3 separate regions of the Hordeum vulgare genome follow, and all the other regions are linked to region 3. Evidence: chromatin contacts called from public Hi-C data. All regions are on one chromosome and are shown on one strand. Each heading gives the region's core, a stretch centred on a gene start, on an enhancer-like site or on the middle of the called end of the contact. The rest is flanking DNA. Distances are from core to core; before and after follow the strand shown.

Region 1 (3,439 bases), core at 238-2,737, 530 kb after region 3:
CTGATATGAGAAGAGAACATAAGGCGCATAGAAGTAGAGTAAGCACCAATTTATTAAAAGAAATCATGCAAACCCTTAATAACCTGTATAGATGTGGCCATATCTTTGAGGAGAGCAACTTCAATGAAAATCAGGGGCTCGCCTAGTGTTAATGAAGACAGTAATAGCACTCAGGTAAAGTTACTAAGAGACCTAAAACCATCATCTCAGAAACTGTGAATCATTCTGTTTAAACTACTGTGAAAATATGTTTATTTTCTCCATAAGAAAATTTCAAACATCTGCAGGAAATACTACTGATGATGTGCAATCTAAACATAAACTCTTGGTACCACATATGATCATGAGTGGTTAAAACTTGCAAGCAAAAATAACAATCAGAAACAAAATGTCCTAACTAACCTGGTATCGCAGGATGGAAGTAACCAAAACAACGTCGGCCAACACCCAGCCTTCTCTTCAAATCTATCAGATTCCTGATTGGATGCACAGCCTAAAAAAAGGAACAAAATCATCAACAAAACCACAAGAGAGCACATTGAAGAATTTAATGGTTTGTCAAACACAAACTTCATAAGCCACAATCTTCTCCAGCAAGGAGGCAGGATCATCCCAGGTTATCTGGTGGAGCGCAAGAGCCGCTGGGCTGAGCCACGTCACGAGCTTCTCCTTCAAGTACCCATCCAATGCACGCAGCACTGGAGCATTCTCCTCCCTGCGTTGCACTTGTAAGTTCCAAGTAGACCAGAGAAGCAGCAAGGAGACATGCAGTAACAGCAACAGCAAAGGTGTGAATGTCAATCTCACCCCAGCAAGGCGAGGAGGTCGGCTCGAATGACCGCGAGGAGCTTGAGCCCACCAGGCTGCGCGTTCATGGCCTCGAGGAACCCGGCGTGCTTGGGCCGGAGCGCGTCCCGGAGCCCCCTCTCCATCCGGTACAAAGCCGATGCGGCGCCGCCCTCCTCTCTCTCCGCCCTCGGCTGCTCGTCCCCGTCCTCCCCGGTGGCGGAGACGCTCAGGTACTGGCGCATGAGGTCGCGAACCCGCGCGCGGGGCACGTCGTAGTCTGTGGCGAGGGATCGGAGGATCTCGTGGCGGCCGCCCCGGTCGAGGGAGCGGTACCCGTCGGAGAAACACTCCAGGGCGGCGGGAGGCGGGGAGGCCGCGGAGATGGAGGCGTGGAGCCAGTGCCGGACGGAGGAGGCGGCGGCGGGCCGGGCACTGGGGTTGGGGTCGGGGCTGGCGGGTGGTGACGGAGCGGGCAGCGGCGAGGGGATAGAGTCGGGGTGCATCCTGGCACGGAGCAGGACGGCGAGGGATTTTGGGGTGTGGCTCCTGGTCATGCGATGCGATCGGGGCTGCCGCCACCGGCGATGGAAGGAAGATGTAGTCAGGAAGGGAGGTGTCACCGGCGCGCGCGCGGACGGAGGTTGCCAACTGGGGGGGTTGAAGAGAACGAACGGCGGCGGTGCGCCAACTATGCGGTTGGGTTCAGCCGGTCAGTTGTCTTGTCACCAAACAGTGCGCGGTACACATTTGGTGAGAATCCATAAAGTTGAGAACAATTAGAGCATCTCCAACAACCGCGCTTCGCGCCGCGTCAAAAAAATGTGTTTGCCGCGCGCGCTTCGGCTGGTTTAGCGCAGGGATAGACGTTGGCTCCAACGACCGCGTTATAATGCAGCGCGCGTGACGCTCCAGCAGCGCCCAAAAATACAGCGCGCGCAGCACGCACAAACCACATATACATTTCAAAAAATAGGAGCAAAAATGATCAAACAAACAAAATAAATCAACAATAAATAGTCATTACAACTCAAACAAATAGTTTATCGTTCAGTACAACAAATAATGCAATAAACACAACCAATAGTTCATGAACAATACAATGTCGAATGCAGAAATCATGCTCTTTGTCGTCCATGCCATGCCCACCACTCTTCAATCAGATCCTTCTAAAGTTCATTGTGCGTTGCGGGACGCCGAATGGCATGATAGGAGGCAACAAAACGGGCTACCCTTTCAGCCCTCCGTCGCACTCGCACGAGATGTCCCAAGAGCTCATACTGTGAGTAGTCTAAATCTTGGCCACGCTCATTCTTGATGATCATGTTGTGCATGATCACACAAGCGTGCATGATGTACCAAAGCATTTTTTGATCCCAAAATCTAGCCGGTCCTCTCACAATAGCAAATTGGGCTTGCAAAATCCCAAATGCTCTCTCCACATCTTTTCTAGTAGTCGCATGAGCATTGTGGAAATCAAGATTTTTCTTACCTTCTGGCTTTTTCAACGGCTTCACGAAGGTTTGCCACTTTGGATAGATGCCATCCGCTAGATAATAGCCATAGTTGTACGTACGGTCATTTGCTACAAACTGCACCGGTGGCAACTCACCATTTGCAATCTTATTCATCAGTGGTGACCGGTTCACAACATTGATGTCATTCAAAGATCCAGGCATTCCAAAGAATGCATGCCAAATCCAAGTCTCCTGATCGGCCACCGCTTCAAGGATTATAGTGGAACCCTTTTTTTGGCCGTGGAATTGCCCATGACATGCCTTTGGACAATTCTTCCAACTCCAATGCATGCAATCTATTGAGCCAAGCATGCCAGGAAAGCCGCGAGATTTGTTCATCGCCAATAGCCTTGCGGCGTCTTCAGTAATGGGAGATCTCAAATACTCCTCGCCAAACACTTGCACAATTCCCACTGCAAAGCGCTTGACACACATGATGGCTTGGCTCTCACCCATAGCCAAGTGATCATCAACTAGATCAGCCGGGATACCGTATGCCAACATACGCAAAGCGGCTGTCACCTTCAGAAAGGTGCTATGCCCGAGCTCTCCGACGGCATTCCTCCTTTGCTGGAAAAACCGGTCATTGCTCGTTAGTTTCTCTACAATGCGCTTGAACAAGTCGGTGCTCATCCTAAACCAACGACGAAAATACGACTCCGGGTATGTGGGATTCTCCACAAAATAGTTCTTCATCAATCTGTTATGGGCATCAATCCTATCTCTCCAAATTTTCTCCCGACCCATAATCGAACCACCGTGCTTTGGTTTTTTATTGATATGCATAGCTATGATCATTGCAAGATCCTCCTCCTCTTCCATATCAAATTATTCTTCGGAAGAATCATACAACGAACTCATCTACAATGTTCAATACTATACTATAAAAACTACAATTCAAAACATGCACCAAATTCATAAGTTTGAGCAATACATACCTTGTAGGCGTTTTGTCAAACACCTTGCGGGTGCGGCGCGGCAGCGAGCGCTGTTCCTCGGACGACGGAGGCGCGCGAGGGCTGGTGGGACTAGGAGGGGTGGGGCGGAAGCGCGGCGGCGCGGGGAGGCCGGGGAAGCGCCTGAACGGTCCCCGGGGGGCGCGGGCGGCGGCGGGAGCGGAGATAGGCCGGGGAAGC
Region 2 (3,524 bases), core at 759-3,258, 750 kb after region 3:
ATTCCTCTATTAGGATAAGACACCAGCTCTTCCCGACAAGAGCCCTCTAGATTATTTCCACGAAGCTCCTTACAGCACGCAATGCATAATTCATATGAGCAGTTTGGACAGCTTCTATGCAGATCAAAGATCGAAGTTCTGCAATTGTCACTGGACAAATAGAAAAAATCATCAGTACAAAGTATAAAATAACAACAGGAAGTGAAAAAAAATCCAAAGTTGAATGAATGGAGCACTCAGTACCAGAACATCCTCTCATCATTCCGGCAGTCAGCCTGTTCAACACTCAGTTCAGACAATTCCAATCCTGTTTGGCAGAAAACAGGGTAAGTACTAACAATTAGTTGCAAGGCACAACTCTGTTTAGTTTCCACATGTTCTGGAGAATTGAGTTTACCTTGAATTTTGGCCTCAATTTCTCTCTCAACCATCTGATCCCTGTTCAGGTCACTCAAACAAGGCAGCAGGTAGTGCAACAGATATCTAGCATGTTTTACTTTAGTTTCACAAGCAATCTCATCAGCTCTTGCATCCAATGTATCTACCTTGTCTAATTTGACACATGTGCTATTAATCTCATTGGAGCTTAGGAAGGAGTTGTCATTTGCTTCCGCCTGCGTCACCTCATTACGAAACCTAGTTGACTTTACACCTGAGGTGTTAGCCTTCTTTCTCTTCGTTACTGATCTACTGCCGTTGCGTTTCCTCAAAACTGAACTCTACGAGTGGAAAAAATGCATATTTTAGACCTCCGTATATGGTGTTGATTTTTTTGTTACAACAGTTATGGTTTCGCAAAACTGTAAGTATGTCCAACACTGCAAACACTCAATAACTAGATTTCCTTGTCACAGTTTAACAACAATTTGTACTACAAGTGACAGCATTGTCAGTTTGTCGCAACAGAGAACAATAATTTCAAAACAAGAAATCTTATGAATGTAACATAGAAATCAGAAGTGCTGATATCATGCTGAACTGCTGATGGGTTTGCACCATCGGAGATTAACTCAACAAGCCACAAGATCATCACCTTGGGTTCACCCTGCTCCTTGGGGTTGCACCGTTTACATTTGCAGATTCCGCGGCAGGATGGGCACTGAAGTCTAACCTGGCCCAACGACAACTCCGGGTACCTGCAAACCCGCAGGCCTCACTGATAACTCCGATGTTCATTCGTGCTAATGTCCGAACATTACAAGCGGGGTGAGAAGAGAGATGTACATATCATTGATGCAGCGGCCGCAGTAGATCTTGTCGCGGCATCGCTTACACTTGGTCATCTGCTGCCTCATCCCCGACTTGCATTGGTGGCAAGCCCTCCTACCCTTGGTGCGGCCCGAGGCGCTGGTGCTCGGCGTCGCCTCCTCTGCTGCGGGAGCAGCTGTTTCCGAGGGCACGGCGACGGGGCGGCCCCTCTTGGCCCTGTTTCCGCTGCGCCGCCCCTTGGGCACGGCGCTCCACGACGGGGGCCCGGCATCGGACGACGCAGGCGAGGCGCAGAGGGTGGCGACGCACCGCAGCTTTTGCGGCCGCGACGAGCGCGGCGCCTTCCTCTTCGTCCCCCTCCTCTCCATCTCGACATCCCAGTCCTCGTCCGCCCCCTCCTTCTCCTCCAGGAGCGGCGCGTCCTCGCTCCCGTCCTCCTCATCCTCATCCTTGAAGACGTACTGCCAGCCCACGGACCCCCCGGCCCGACGGCAACCCATCGCCCCCATGGCCGCCGCCGCCGCCGCCGCGCACGATCCAATCCGCGGGAGCAACCCGGATTCGGGGATTCGATCTCCCGGATTTATTATCTACGACGCCTATCCCGTCGGGCGCAATCTGGCCGGGGCGGGCAGGGCCGCAGCCCGCAGGTGTTTTCGTCGGAGGTGGGAAGGGGCGGAGGGAGTAGCGGCCACGTGGAACGCGCGTACGGGGCGGCCCGTTGCGGTTCGATACGAGGCTCCTCGCTGCTGCTGCTCCGGCCGCTGCTGGTTTTGGTTCGGTTTCCGGTGGGTTGGTCGCTCCTGACTGGCGAGTGCGCGGGTTGGATTTATCAGCTGCGGTAATTTCCTTTGGGGGGCAATGTATGGTAGGTAGGAGTAAATGTTTTTTTTTTACTACTACTGTTGTCTATTACTCCTGCTGTAGGTAGGAGTACTTCCACAGGTGCGAAAGGAAGGTTCGTTCGTCACGGCATGGGACTACGGCGTGACACAGGTCGTGCCAAGTTGTGACTTGTGAGGCGTGCCGCACAACTTCCCAGGGGTAGAAAGGTCCAACGGATCTTTTTTCACACGAGTATAGGCCGGCCAGACCAGGTCAGGGTTTTTCTTGTTAGCTAAAACCTTGACACGTTTTTCTGTTTTTGACGGAGCAGCCATGATTGAGAAAGCCTGTGTCCGGAATGACCAGACATGTTCGCAATCACGGACGATTATTGTTTGGCAGCTTCAACCCCCGACTCAAACAGACACGTATTTTGTTCGTGTTTTGTTTGTTCGAATCAGCACGTCTGATTTTCTTATAAATGGATCAACCGATCCATTTTTCATCCGCGTGAAAGGTTTGTAGTTATTTTTTTATCGTTTTGATAAATTTATTGCATAAAATAAATTTTATTTCTAGATTAATAAATGTTTAATACAAAACATTATTGCATAGTTTAATAATTATGAAAATATCTCATAGTTGATGCATTTAAAAGAAAAGGTTGCCGATACATTTACTAGTTGCTCACATGAATCCACATATGATTAAACAAATCATTTTGCACATGCATGTGAGTATCTCAATCACGCATCTTATGATGAAACTCGACGAACTATGCAAACATTGCCTCTCCTCCATGCTCATGCACAACATTGTCATCGTGAAACTCAAACCCTTAATCAGATAAACGTTTTGGGTGCTCATCCTCTATGATTATGTTGTGCATGATGACACAAGTTGTTATCACCTCCCACAACGTTTTCATGCTTCATGTTCTAGCAGGATATCGAACAATGCCTCATCGAGATTGAAGAACGTCAAAGGCACGTTCTACATATTTTCTAACACTCTTGTTCTTGGGCAAATCTCTTTATCTTTCTCTTCTACAAAATTAGAGATTGTCTTCACAAGAGTAGACCGCTTTGGATAGATATCGTCAGCTAGATAGTATCCATTGGTGTATTGGTGGCCATTGATCTCAACATTGACCTCCGGACAATTGCCTTTTGCCATCCTAGCAAACACCGAAGAGCGATGGAGCACATTGATATCATTGTGAGATCCGGCCATGCCGCAGAAAGCGTGCCAAATCCAAAGATATTGGGAAGCCACAGCCTCAAGTATGACAGTGCAAGCTCGAACATGGCCCTTATACTGCCCTTGCCAGCAGAAGGGCGGTTCTTCCACTTCGAGTGCATACAATCTATGCTACCAAGCATCCACGAAAACTCCTTACTTGAATTCATCGACAACAACCGTGTTGTACCGACAGTTGTTGGCTCTCTCAAGTACTCCGACCCAAACACATCTATGACAACCCTGTAGAA
Region 3 (3,139 bases), core at 150-2,649:
GAGCATCTCATCCATCGAATGTGCCTGTGCACTGTATTATTGTTTTAGATGTAACACACGATGTTTATGAAATGGACATGCTGTTAAGAGGAAACTGAATTTGATGTTAACTTCTGTACAACCATGTTACGACAGCAGTTAGAAGAAGAAACTCCATAAACCTACGAATGTAGAAAAAGTACCTGATGAAAGCCCCAAGAATTAATGGAATACTATCAATCTGAAGAGTCCTTTTACAACCTAAATAATCAACTAGCGCAGACGAGCCTAAGCTCCCAAAGAATGCACCGACAATGAATATGCTGACCACAAGACCTTGGAGAAACGGATTTCCTTGAAAACCAAGCTCTCGTGCAATATCCTCTATTGGACCATTCATGACCCTGCAAATTACATCATGCAGCGAAACTTTACTAGAATGTTTTAACATAACATAGATATCTGCACCAGTAAACTGAAAATAACATTGCAATGTATAGTACATTAAACAGTCAAATACACATACTTCAGGATACATTCCAAATTCAGTGTTCGCATTTCAACTGGCATTGATCATTTAAATTTCCTTGAAGCCACATGAATTTTGATGGCAGCTGCACCATTTCCTATACAAAATTTATGTAGTAATGATGTGATTACCAGCTGCTGCATAACAACTGATTGAGATTACTAATGGAAGATATTCAAAAACAAGTTAGGGTCTATGCATGTTTTCTAAATTTTAAACTTTACATTTAATTCAGAAAGAACACATAAATGGCACGTCCTCGTAGAAATGCTATGTAATTGTAAACCCTGAGTTTGCTAACCACTCTTCTCTTACGCACCCAATGTGGTAGCCAAAGAGGAAATTGGCCATGGACGCAGTGAGCACGTGAGGGAACGCCCGAACCCACCCGAGATCAGCGTCACCGCCTCCATCTCCACCACCACCACCACCATCGCCTCCTAACCCCGCATCCAATCCTGTCAAGAACAGCGAAAGCTCGCATCATTACATCAACGCACCAACAAGTGCACGAGCAACAAAGAAACAACCGATGCCGAACCTGAGATGCCCCCCAGCAATTCCGAGCTAGGCTGAGGTGGAGGCGCGGAAGGTTGGCTGGGAGGAGGCCCGCTCTCTACGGCAGCGAGGCGTGGGTGCCAGAGCTCGAGGCGCCGCGGCAGGGCACGGAGGGCAGGTCCGCGCGCGCGGCTAGAGGATGGCCCGAGGCCGAGCCGCGGTCGCAGCAAGGGCGCCGATGGAAGTACAAGCATCGCGGCAAGGGGCGTCGGCGGCATCATCGCTCCGGCTACCGGACGGGCAATTCGTCGAGCAGCCGGCGGGCGCGGGTCGGAGCGGGGAAGTAAGGGGAGAGTGGAGGGGGGAGGGAGGCGAGAGTCCTGGTCCCGGGGCAACGGGTGAAGGGAAAAGCCGCGACGCGGAACGGCTGATTTTATGTGGGGCCACTTTGAACCACGGCTCGTGAAGAAGTAGTGGCCACGTGTCATCTGCTTTTTTTTTTTTCATGGAAAAATAAATTCATTCATCAAGCGGTGGCCAAGTCTGCATTACAAAGGTCGGAGCATCTTCACACGATTCGACCCTCTAGGTCTTGAAATAGCGGCACTAAAGATCACCCCAGACGCCGTTTCTTTTAAACCAAACTCGATCAAAATTCGGCACAAACTCGATCAAACTATGCGCTTTTCATTGATATTTGTACAAATTAAAAACATAATTTAAAAACCAAACTAAAAAACAAACGAGCCTTCTACATGCCGAGGAGCTTGTAGAAGTTGGTGTAGCCGTCGCCGCCCCAGCCGTCGTCCTTGCTGCACCCTGCCCTAGGTCGCCTCGTCGCTATCTTCGAGGATGACGCCGCCGCCTTCCTCGTGGCCACGGTGTCGGGCAGCGATCTTCTCGTGGGCGCGACGTTCGCGCTCTATCTCCTGACGGATGTAGTCGTCTCGCGCCCATTTGAGGCCGGTGTCCTCGTCGACGGCCATGGCCTCCTGCTCCTTCATCACGGGGAGGAGTGTCGACTCGGTCTTCGGCTTGACGAGGCGGGAGGAGGAGGTCGGAGGAGAAGGGACGCCACCCTCGTTGATGACGAGGACGGCGATGCGCGTGTGCCGCCCGAGCAGCGTCTCCCACGGCTCTGGCTTGACGGGGAGGAGCGGGAGCGGGAGCCAGACGAGGAGAAGGACACCGTCTCCATGCGCCTCGACTTCCATGAACTGTCGCGGCGGCGGGAGAAGGAGGGGGCATCGGGTACTCCAACCATGGTGAGTTGTAGTCCTCGGTGTGCTCGAGGACGGAGGGGGACACCCCACAATAGGCGTCACCCCTCGGAGTTGAAGCGGCTGCGGGGTTCAGTGCCATTGATGGCGTCGAGTTGTTCGGCGTGGCGGCGTTCAAAATACGTTGTCCACGGCGTGTGCTGTCGGGGGCGTACCTCGGCTGGTTTCGTGCTCTCTCCAGCATCGACAATCGGATGCGCGCGACTCCACGCGCCGATCATCTCCAGAGGGCGGCGGTGGCACCGAGACTCCGCCGGCGCTCAGCCTCCACGAGCCCGGCACCCGCATATCCGGTGGCGCCGGGTAGTCCGCCTCGTAGAGGAGGCGGGCCTCGGGCTCGTGCAGGTGGCAGCGGCCGAAGCCGCTGGCCGCCGCTCCGTCATCGGGGTAGCGCTCGGCCGTGGTCATCAATGAAGAGAGGGGCGTCGACGACGAAAGGGGGAGAGGGGCGTCGATGGCGAGAGAGGGAGAAGGGTTATGGCGAGTGGTGTGCAGCCACCGACGAGGGAGGGACGACTTATATAGCCGCTGGTGGACGGAGAGCGGGCGACAACCGTGCATACAATTGGCGGGAGCGGGTGGGACGCGCGTCGGGGCGCCTTCACTGTGCCACCCGTGAGGAATCAATGGAAGGCTGGCCGGCGACAGCCTTCTCATTGATTCCCTGCAGGAAAACAAGGCGATGAGGATGATGACCGCGCCTCGCCGTTGACTCGGTGGGTCGACGTAGATTTCGCGCCAAAACATTTCGGTCCTGGGTCCGCTAGTGACAAATTCGGCCCTAATCAATAAAAAACAGGCTTCTCGGGACGCGACTAAACCGTTTTTTCGTGTCGACGATAAAAAAGGGCCT

Evidence for each region. A called contact is a pair of places that touch in the nucleus more often than the background predicts.
Region 1: a Hi-C map of seedling shows a contact between it and region 3, with 2.4 times the contacts expected there. The contact joins the promoter of LOC123397254 here to the promoter of LOC123397795 in region 3. A contact is called at or near these places in 2 of 6 Hi-C or Micro-C datasets (leaf and seedling) and 1 of 1 datasets of contacts at active chromatin or transcription factors (embryo).
Region 2: a Hi-C map of leaf shows a contact between it and region 3, with 3 times the contacts expected there. The contact joins the promoter of LOC123395900 here to the promoter of LOC123397795 in region 3. A contact is called at or near these places in 2 of 6 Hi-C or Micro-C datasets (leaf and seedling).

What each region holds. Positions count from the first base shown.
Region 1 is chr5H:420,204,534-420,207,972 of MorexV3_pseudomolecules_assembly, reverse strand. LOC123397254 (malonyl-CoA decarboxylase, mitochondrial) reads right to left here and starts at 1,487. Exons shown (of 12, transcript XM_045091876.1): 1 at 808-1,487; 2 at 571-715; 3 at 403-493; 4 at 84-142. The coding sequence starts at 1,343.
Region 2 is chr5H:419,992,432-419,995,955 of MorexV3_pseudomolecules_assembly, reverse strand. It overlaps LOC123395900 (lysine-specific demethylase JMJ25-like), which reads right to left and starts at 2,008. Exons shown (of 11, transcript XM_045090927.1): 1 at 1,225-2,008; 2 at 1,034-1,136; 3 at 398-719; 4 at 244-307; 5 at 1-150. The coding sequence starts at 1,718.
Region 3 is chr5H:420,739,340-420,742,478 of MorexV3_pseudomolecules_assembly, reverse strand. It overlaps LOC123397795 (probable plastidic glucose transporter 1), which reads right to left and starts at 1,399. Exons shown (of 12, transcript XM_045092326.1): 1 at 1,050-1,399; 2 at 828-966; 3 at 183-383; 4 at 1-31. The coding sequence starts at 1,287.